Linked DNA regions of Sus scrofa: region 2 is linked to region 1. Evidence: chromatin contacts called from public HiChIP or PLAC-seq data. All regions are on one chromosome and are shown on one strand. The core of a region is the stretch at or near the end of the contact, and the rest is flanking DNA. Distances in the headings are between cores, read along the strand shown.

Region 1 (4,691 bases), core at 1,807-4,306:
AATTTTTCTGCAACCAACATTTGAGTTTCCTGCAATATACATTTCTAAGTGCTTAGAGGTCTACATCAAGGCATGTAAACTTAAAAAGTTCAAAACTACCTAAATGCTGACATTTCCCTTTCTTGTATTTTTGTGCTTTCATAATTTGTGTGGTATTTGCCATGCAGTTCAGGCAGTTTTCTTCCATCTGGGACTGTTGCTGGGTTGGATATCAGAAAGTATTCAATTCATTTTCACAAAAATATGAGACATTTTTAGTTCAACTTCAGAAATGATCCCCCATTTCAATTCATGGGGGAAAGGATACAAAAAGGATTAGTAATTTCTGGTAAATATGCTTCATATAAATGAATTAATAGACTGTGTGTGCTGGAACACCTTGAGGCATTATTTCACTCCAGTGCCCTCTATTTTCAGATAAGGAAACTGAGGTCTAGAAGATGCACATTGGCTGCTAAAAATCGAATAGGCAAATAGTGTTAGAGACAGCACTTAAACTTCAGTCTGTGGATTCCCTGTGTAGAGCTGATGATGTATTTGATTCAAAAGATAATTCTAATAATATATGTCTCTAATGGGGACTCAATAGTCCTGCCTTATTAAACGTCTATCCCAAAGATCTAACAATTAAAGATAAACTGAAAAATCAGTCAGAAGTATATGAGAGTGCAAAAAATAATGCAGTCCATAGCGCTAATCCAGCATTTTCTCTTTTTGGACCACTGCACTCTCCTGTTAAAGCTACTGGCATATGTGGCAACAGCTGGGGAGACTGTTTCAGGTGGATTGATTTTTTGGCACCAGATTAGCAAGGCTGCAAGAAAGCATAAGAAGCACAAAATTAATGAGCTGGATTTTGCAGTGCTTTGTAGAAGTCTTACCTCATCACAGACATCTGGATTGTTCTTGTCTGACAAGAATTTTTCTACCACTGGCAGTTTATTCTCCAGGGCAGCTTTCAGAAACCTAGGCACATCCACAGGTTCTGTCTAAAGCCAGAAACACAGGGTGAAGGTTACCATGAGCTTCCAACATTCAGTCAAACCCCCCAACAGACATTCCTCTTAGCATAACACCGAGGCGTAATATTGCAAAACCAGACAACCCTTACAATGACTTCAGGTTCAGGTTCCTTCACAACTGGAACTTTCGTTTTCCTGTATTTTTTCCTTTTCTTCAGTTGAATGATTATTTCAAGGTCTTCTAAATTTTCAAGCTTTGATCTTTGTTCTAGTTTCTTCTTCTTGAGCTAAAAAAGAAATCCATGTTTCAGAATACAGTGAGTTCTACTGACAAGCATTCTGCTTGTGTCTAAACAAAATCTTTAAGATCCAAGCTAGGTATGTGAACGGTGTGAGCAGAAAAATAAGAAGTAAAAAAAATTAAAAATAAGTCTTTGACTTCAATTTAGTGATTTCTTATTCAGGTATTTTGAGGTCTAATTTTTCAGCTAATTGCCTTCATCTTCACATCTCGATGCTTGAAGCATGAACTTTTCATTAGAGATAGGATCTAGTCTCTAAGTGATGATTTTGTAATTATTTCTATAATGCTCATGATTTTTCTTTTAACTCAGAAGACTCCAGTGGTAAGTTTTAAGCTCTAAAATGTCAATGCCAGTGTCTCTCAGGTGCCCCACTAAGCAGAGCTCATGAAACAGACGGTCTTGTCCCAGGAACTACAGCTCACTAATGCATGTTTCATCTGTGGTTAGTAAGTAATGAAAGTTCACCCAGCAATACATTTGTCAGCACAGAAAGAGGCCACAGTCAAAGAGTGATCACAATGACCACAAACCACATCAGTGAGAAAAAGGAGGCTCCCTTGCTTGGGATTAACTTGGCAGTATATGACATCAGGAATTCACTGGACACGTTTCTCTTTCTGAGTCTGTCAGTCAGAACATGGTTATAGGACATTCAGTGATTGATTCTGAATCCAGAGGTCATAGTCTTGCCAAAGAATTATTTCCTACAGCTTCTCCCATTGAAGTTGCCTCTTTATCGGTTCGAATTTGGTAAAGAAATGTCATTGGAATGGTTGCATTCACTTTGTCTCTCTCCTCTCCTTCCTGCCTGGCACCTCCACCTCCAAGCTCCCTCTGGTGAATTTCATGGACGGTCCTTACCTCGGCCTCGCGCTCTTTCTCAATTTTCCACTGTTGTTCTCCCAGGCTCACAAAGTGGGCCGGAAGGGTTTTCAGGTCCTCTTGCTTCTCTAAAGTGACAGCAGCTTCATACTCTCCATCTCTGAAATCCTCAGGAAGGAACTCCCCAGCATCCCCACCGCCGTTCTTCTTCCCTGTAACCTGCAAGGGAAGGAGACAGCAGGGTCAGAAGTAGCAGGGCCTGTCCTGGGGTCGTTCTCCACAGAGGATGCGGCGAGAGCCCCTGGGCCTCCCTCTCTGCTGACAGTGGCCTCCATGCCCCACACTCTCAGATGGCAGGCCGCGATGCCTTGCTTCAGTGTTCTGGGATTATCTTCAAATGCTTGTCCTCCTGTCTTGGCTAAATCAAGGTTTAGGTTAGGTTGATGTATTTAAATCTACTTTTAATCCACTTAATCACATTTTTTCCTAGCAAAATCATAACAACCTCCCCCCACCCCGAGATTATTTAAAATTCTTTCATTTTAGGTACTTTTGATGATCCCTTGCCTTGCGTAGTAGCTTCCAGATATATATTCTTGCAATAGAACTTCTCCCCTAAGGCATTTTGGATAACTATATGTGATTCCACACTTTAGTAAGAAAACCGAAGAAGATAATAAATAGGAAGTAGGTAGAGAATTCATTCCTGGCAACTCCATCTTTTCCAGTTTCACTTATTTCACCACATAAACCAACCATTTTCCATATATGACACATTCAGAGTACCTATGCATTATGCCTGAAAGAAAAGGGCATTTCAATTTTCAAATAAAAATCAAGGCTGCACTGTTTTCCACTGTGTAAAATAATGCCTTACATACCAGCTCTTCTACTTTCAGAACCATCATGTTGACCTGAAGTTCGTCTGTATGGTTTTCTTCTGGGGGATGAACCCTGGAGTCAGCCCTTGGGAGCCCCTCCACTGCCGTCAGTTTATATAGCTAGGGCCGGGTGAGATAATCTTCCAACCTGGGAACCCAAGTAACAGCCCGCCCCCTCCTGTGGCCAACTCAGAGGCAGGTGAATTCTCATTCCAGACTCAGTGTCTGGGAAGCAGGAGAGGGAGGGGAGGGCAAGTAACCCCACTGAATATGTGAATCAGGAAGAAATGTGAGAGGGCCATTCCTTTGTCAGTGACCGCACCGCTCAGCAATGCAAGTCATCCTATTTATCGGGAAGCCAGGGGACAGCTGTCTGTTGACATTGCACCACACCGCTGCTCCTTTTCCTTCTTTGTCAGCTTTCATATGACCAAGCCTATCAGGAAAATGTAAATGCCCCGTGTATCACACCCCCAATAATATCTTTCTGATAACCAGACTTATCAACACGTCACTTGGGGGAAGTGTTGCTTTAGGACATCCTATTCCCGTGGGCAAACAGCCCAAGAGGAAAGGATCTGGGTCCTAATGGCCCTTGTCTATATCTGTTTGGAATTCTCTGGAGTGATGTCTGGGGCTAAAAAGGCCCCATGACATGCCACCTACCATCATTATAAGAAATTGAAAGCATTCAGTAACGCACTTCTGTTTTATGGTGTCACTGGCCATAATTAGCACATGACATGCTTTCTGCCTTCTAAAACAGCATACTTACTGGAGCAAGTAGTACTCAAAAAGTTTCTGAAATGTCTTGAGATAGGTTGTGTGAGACAACCTATGTAGTTATGGTACGACCTTGATTCGATCAGAGAGCCAGCGTTCTCAGGTGCTGTGGATAAAAGACTCACCTGTCGGAGCTTGTCAAAAAGACACATCCCTGGACCCCACTGTGGGACATTCTGAGTCGCTTTATGGTGAGTTCCTAGGAATCTGTATTTTTTTCAAAGCACTCAGCAATTCTGATGCATCAGGGTTTGAGACAGGTTGCATAGGAGCTGAGAGCTTTGCTTTGAGGTGCGGTGAAAATCCGTTTCTGGTTTCTCATCTCTGAGGTGTTAAATTATGTAAAAATATTTAGGTCTCCTTACAGTTCAAGGAGATACTGGAATTATTATCTCCATAGCCATTTAAACAACCCCTCCTTTGTTTTTCAGTAAAAGAAAGGAGGGCAGAGTGAGAGAAAGGGAGTCGGAATGGAGAAGTGTGTTAATTAGGATATTACATTGGCCTTTCTGTGTCCGTCACTCCCACAAATGTACCCACTCAACAAACACAGCTGCCATTCTCTTCCTCCTTGAACTAAGCAGCCCAGGGATGATTTTTCTGGAACTTTCAGAATGAGATATTGACACCCCCCCCCAAAAAAAAAAAAAAAAAACCAAAGGGCTGGTGAAGAAGGACCCTCCCAACAACTCCTGTGTGTCTGTTCTGGTCTCCTAATGTTCTATCCTAAAGGAGTTTTACTTAAAGGAAATTTACTGGTGTTTCCTTTGAGGTAGAGACAACTATTGCCATTTTCATTGGCTCTTTATCTAAGTAAGAAGTCGTCATTGAAGCTTTTCCTACCATTTCTTACACCTTTTTGTTTCAGGCCTGACCCAAACTGAGGGGAACTATGGAGGTATTTTTGAGGGAAGTGTCATGGGTTGTTTAAGCATCTT
Region 2 (4,698 bases), core at 522-3,021, 670 kb after region 1:
TTTTTTACCTTCAGATAAGAGGTGCATGGATATTATGTGACTTCAATCTGGCTTTAGTAAGCCAGCAGCAGTTCTAAGCATATAGGCAAATGGTCTCGGTCATAAAATGGATAATAAAAGAACACTCAGAGAATTTACTTTATTAATCCTGGGTTTTTTTCTGGGAGACCTACAAACTTAGAACAAACAAATGAAAGAGGAAAGCTACATTTGTGGGTCTAATAATAGTTAACAGGCAGGATTTTTAGAGAAGTCTTCTGCTAAGTTATGCCTGGAGAAGCTATTTAAATAGTTTGAGGGAGGTTTTTTCCTGTCTTTCTTTCTTTCGGGGATCCTGTTTCGTATTTTCACTTTTTGCACCTATAGAAAGACAGTTTTTGAATATGGCGATTTCTCTGAAACTTTAAGTCCTACTCAAGAGTTAAAAAAAATAATCATTTGCTCACACTCTGAGGCCGAGTTTGCTATGGCAAACCGTCATAAGAAGAGCTGAACACCCAGGAGTGCAAACATCGTCCTGCAGTTTTTCCCCAAAGCTAAACAATCCAACCAGCAGTCTCAGAGCGCTGTACCCACGAGCTAAGCTGTCCTAGTCCTTGAGGCATTTGTGCGGGACAAAAAAGATGCGGTCAGAATCCCTTACGGAATCTGAACTAAAGCTGACTCACGTTAGGACAGTTTCTGGTTTAAGATGCCATTTACCAACACCAGCTCTGCCTAAAAAGCACATGGGAAATCTCCACTCCTTGGAGTTATCCCCGGTGCCAGCAGTCAGTCTACTTGCCCTCTCCTGGGTTCTCCATTTGCAGTGATGACGGAAGGAAAACGCAGCCCAACCTCCCCCCAGCTGCGCGCTCTCTCGGAGCCCAGGCGGAGAGTCTGCAGGGAACCTACCTGGTGCAGCTCATCAGGCAGAGGGGCGGCGGCACTCCACTACCTGCGTAATTTCGCACCAGGCTCCCCGCGGTACCCACTGGGCGGCAGCTCTGGCGGATTGTGGGTGCGGCGCCCGAGAGGCCGCTTATCTGCTCCCGACCACGTGAGCCAACGGCTGGGACCAATCACCAGGCCGCGAGCTCGAGGGCGCGACCAACCAGCGTTCAGCTGGGACTCGAGCCCCGGCCCCGTGGACGTGACTGCGGTAGTGCGGGAAGCGCGGGCGCCGGGGTACCCCTGGGACAGCTGGCCCGAGCCGCGTAACGCGAACCCCGGGCGAGGGGCCGCGGAGGCAACCCCGTGGCGCACGTAGCGGGTGCAAGCCAGAAGAGAAAGCCCTAAACCCTCCCCCGGGCCGGGCGCCAGCACCGCGGGACTGCGGCGCAAAGAGATCCCTTTCGCTTCTAAAGGCTTCTGTGCACGGTAAAATCTTAGTGCAGAACGTTGTGGCTCGTTCCAAATGCATTTGTATTTGAAATTTTTATCTTGTTCATTGCTTGGTGCATCAGCTCATCTTCTCCCTCTCCTTGGCCTGAGCAGTCGGTCACATCTTGGTGTTAACGTGAACCCACAAATAGACTGCCTATCTAACCAGTGTTAATAAACCATATTAACCCTATAAGACAGTAAGGCAGCATTTAATTAAAAGACACTTTGTATTGCGACCATTTCTTCAGTTTTTCTCCCTGGAAGAGAAAACTAAAGCCAGGAATGAAATGGCTTTCTTTTTCGCTCATGCGGCCAGTCAGCCACAAAACCAGTGGTCAATCCAAATCCCTCAATTCTGTTCTGATGTCCTCTGGCAGTGATGTGAAAACCAAAATGTTAAAATATCACACTGCGAGTTTCATGACTCTCCCAAGCCAATTACCCTCTCTGAGGTTTCGTAATTTTGTTTAGTTTGGGGGGGTTTTCGACCATCAGTTACAACCATAAAATTGTATTTCTAAGTCGAGTTTAAATTATTTTTATAAAACCCCTGTCCTTTTTCTGCTCTCTTAGTTATCCAGTAGTCCTCTAAAATGTACAAAATGTACAATGTAAAATGTACAAAAATCTCTGTGTCTTTTAAATCACTCTCAAACAGTAGAATTGTTAGTGGAGTTATTAAAGAAAAGGAAACTCATGCTAAATAGCCCTGGGGAAGGTACTTAATGCTTGGGCTTGATTTTTTTTGAAAGGAAACATCCACCTCAGAGCAGATCTGCTGGCCTCTCAGCCCAACCAAAACTAACTGAAGGGACACGGTCTTTGACACTGGAGTCTAGGCAAGTTCTAGCATCAACTCCTTCACCTGTAAAATGGAGATAGTGAAGTTGTTCTGATAATTAAATGAAATTGTATGGGTGGGAAAACTCAGCATAGTGACTGGTGTGTGTTCAACCTGTGGTGGCTCTCAAGTAAGTGCCCTTGCCTTCAGTTTTAGTTTTTACTCTGCTAACATTTCCTTTAAGTACTTCTCAATGATTAGAATGGTAAAAAAAGGAAGGCACCTTAGGTATCACTGGCTTCAGAGGCTTTATTTCACAGATGAGGCATCTAAAGCTTAGAGAAGCTGAGCTGCTTGCCAGGGGCTGGTTAGGTCAGAGTCAAAACTAGGACACTGAGTTGAGGTTTTTTCTCCTCTACTCACAATCCTATGTTGAGCTAAAGAGTGGCTATTACGAATTAAAGTTATGGGGAAACATAAAGTAAGAATGTGTTGTGATCCTGGAGTTCCTGTCATGGCACAGTGGAAATGAGTCTGAGTAGGAACCATGAGGTTGTGGGTTCGATCCCTGGCCTCACTTCGTGGATTGGGGGTCCCGCATTGCCATGAGCTGTGGTGTAGGTCACAGACGCGGCTCAGATCTGGTGTTGCTGTGGCTCTGGCATAGGCAGCAGCAACAGCTCCAATTAGACCTCTAGCCTGGGAATCTCCATATGCCACCAGTACAGCCCCCTAAAGACAAAAAAACAAACAAAAAAAAAAGTATTGTGATCTTGTTTTAGTGGTAAGATGTGCACACATAGAAAATAGAATATGCTCTACCAAAACGTTAACAGTGCTTACTTTTGGATGGTGAGATTTTGAGTAAGTAAATTTTTCTTTGTTATTTTGTTTTTTGTCTTTTTAAATTTTTCTACAATGAACATGGACTTCTTCTGTAGTTGAGAAACCACTTTTAAATAACTTAAGACTTTCCAATTCCAGGAACGGTATTGGAAGCTTTCACATGCTTCCTGCCTTGACTCACAGAGACCTTTTGAGTTTGGGCTTCTTTCCATTCAAGCTGCTATCTCTTCTGCCCCCTGGTGCTGACTAATGCCATAAAAGTCACCTCTCCAAACTCAAAATAGAATTCAGGGGAACAGGGCTCTTTCCAAGAAAGGGCGAGCCTCAATAAATTGCATGATACAGACCTCTCATTTCTTCCCCACTCCCCCCCCGCAGATTTATTGAGATGTAATTGCCATATGACATTATGTAAGTTTATAATGTACAAGGAATTGATTTGGTACGCTTACATATTGCAAAATGATTACAACCACAGTGCTGGCTAAAGCCTCCATCACGTCATATAATTATCATTTCTTTTCTGTGGTGCAAACATTTAAGGTATACTCTCTCAGCAGCTTCCAAGTGTATAATACAGTATTATTAACCATGTTGCAATTAGAGCACTTGAACTTTGTACTCTTGGTACCGCATTGCCCCACTCCACCCCCAACCCCTGGTAACCGTCATTCTACTGTCTGTTTCCACGAGTTCAGCTTTCTTGGATTCCACATATAGTTGAGATCATACAGTATTTGTCTTTCTCTGACTTATTTCATCTAGTAGAATCAGCCCCCTCATTTCTATCTCCCTCCTAGCTTTTACTGCCCATCATTATGGGATGAGAGGGACTGGAATAGAATCTTAATTCTTAGCTGGGTGTTACACCATTGAAGACACAGTACATTAGAAACTGTGTGGAATTTTATTATGATTTGTAGGTTTTATCCAACTGTGGTTTGATAGCATCCAAATATTGCTTTGCCCTTCCCATCTTAACAATAAATCTACGAATAAGGGCTTCTTGATCTGTGTGGTGTCTCTAGCTATGTTAGGGGTTACAAGGATTCATGAGCCACAGCCTCTTGACTTTGAGAATGCTACAATATGAATTATAGAAAACCAAATTTAAACTCCCAGGGAACATTGTTAGGTGCTGCAATGTAAGGGGCTGATGATTGTGTGGCTTAAGCAAAGGGGTCTCTTCCAGCTCCACCCAAAACATTACCAGATAGGCCCTTGTGAGAAAAACACTCTGGGGTGAGGGGTCCCAGGTTGCCAGCTCATTTCCTCCAACCTTGCCTTTTTTTTTCAGTGCCCAATCAAGAAAGTGCTTGAATATTCAACTTTACAGCTACTAACATAAAATGTCAGTACTTTTTAACCCACCTTAATAGTAACAGGATGAACAATGTGACTGATCTTCAAGCCCTGCCCTGCAGAGTTAGTGAGATGGAGAACTTCTCATTTTGATGAAACAAACTGGGGTTTCTATTTTTGAGAAAAGAGGAGAGCCAGTTCACAAGTCTCTGTGAACAGTAAGCTCTCTCTTCCACTAACTCCTTCTGCCTTCTTTAGCCACATTGGATGGGAACACCAATATTAGGTGAAGGAGTATAATTTAAAAACAACAACAGCAACAACAAGACTTGTATAAATCTTACTTTAGGTCAGGCACTGTTTTAAGCACTTTACAAATATTAACTCATAGGACATTTATAAGA

What was found. HiChIP or PLAC-seq counts read pairs in DNA pulled down with a chosen protein or histone mark.
Region 2: a contact with region 1 is called in an H3K27ac HiChIP or PLAC-seq map of skeletal muscle, with 4 times the contacts expected there. The contact joins the promoter of PPP1R3C here to the promoter of ANKRD1 in region 1. A contact is called at or near these places in 2 of 5 promoter capture datasets (fetal liver and fetal skeletal muscle), 2 of 47 Hi-C or Micro-C datasets (fetal heart ventricle and heart right ventricle) and 1 of 2 datasets of contacts at active chromatin or transcription factors (skeletal muscle).

The regions. Positions count from the first base shown.
Region 1 is chr14:102,609,782-102,614,472 of Sscrofa11.1, forward strand. It overlaps ANKRD1 (ankyrin repeat domain 1), which reads right to left and starts at 3,057. Exons shown (of 9, transcript NM_213922.1): 1 at 2,971-3,057; 2 at 2,129-2,308; 3 at 1,112-1,249; 4 at 882-989. The coding sequence starts at 2,997.
Region 2 is chr14:103,276,986-103,281,683 of Sscrofa11.1, forward strand. PPP1R3C (protein phosphatase 1 regulatory subunit 3C) reads right to left here and starts at 1,772. Exons shown (of 2, transcript XM_005671280.3): 1 at 895-1,772. The coding sequence starts at 908.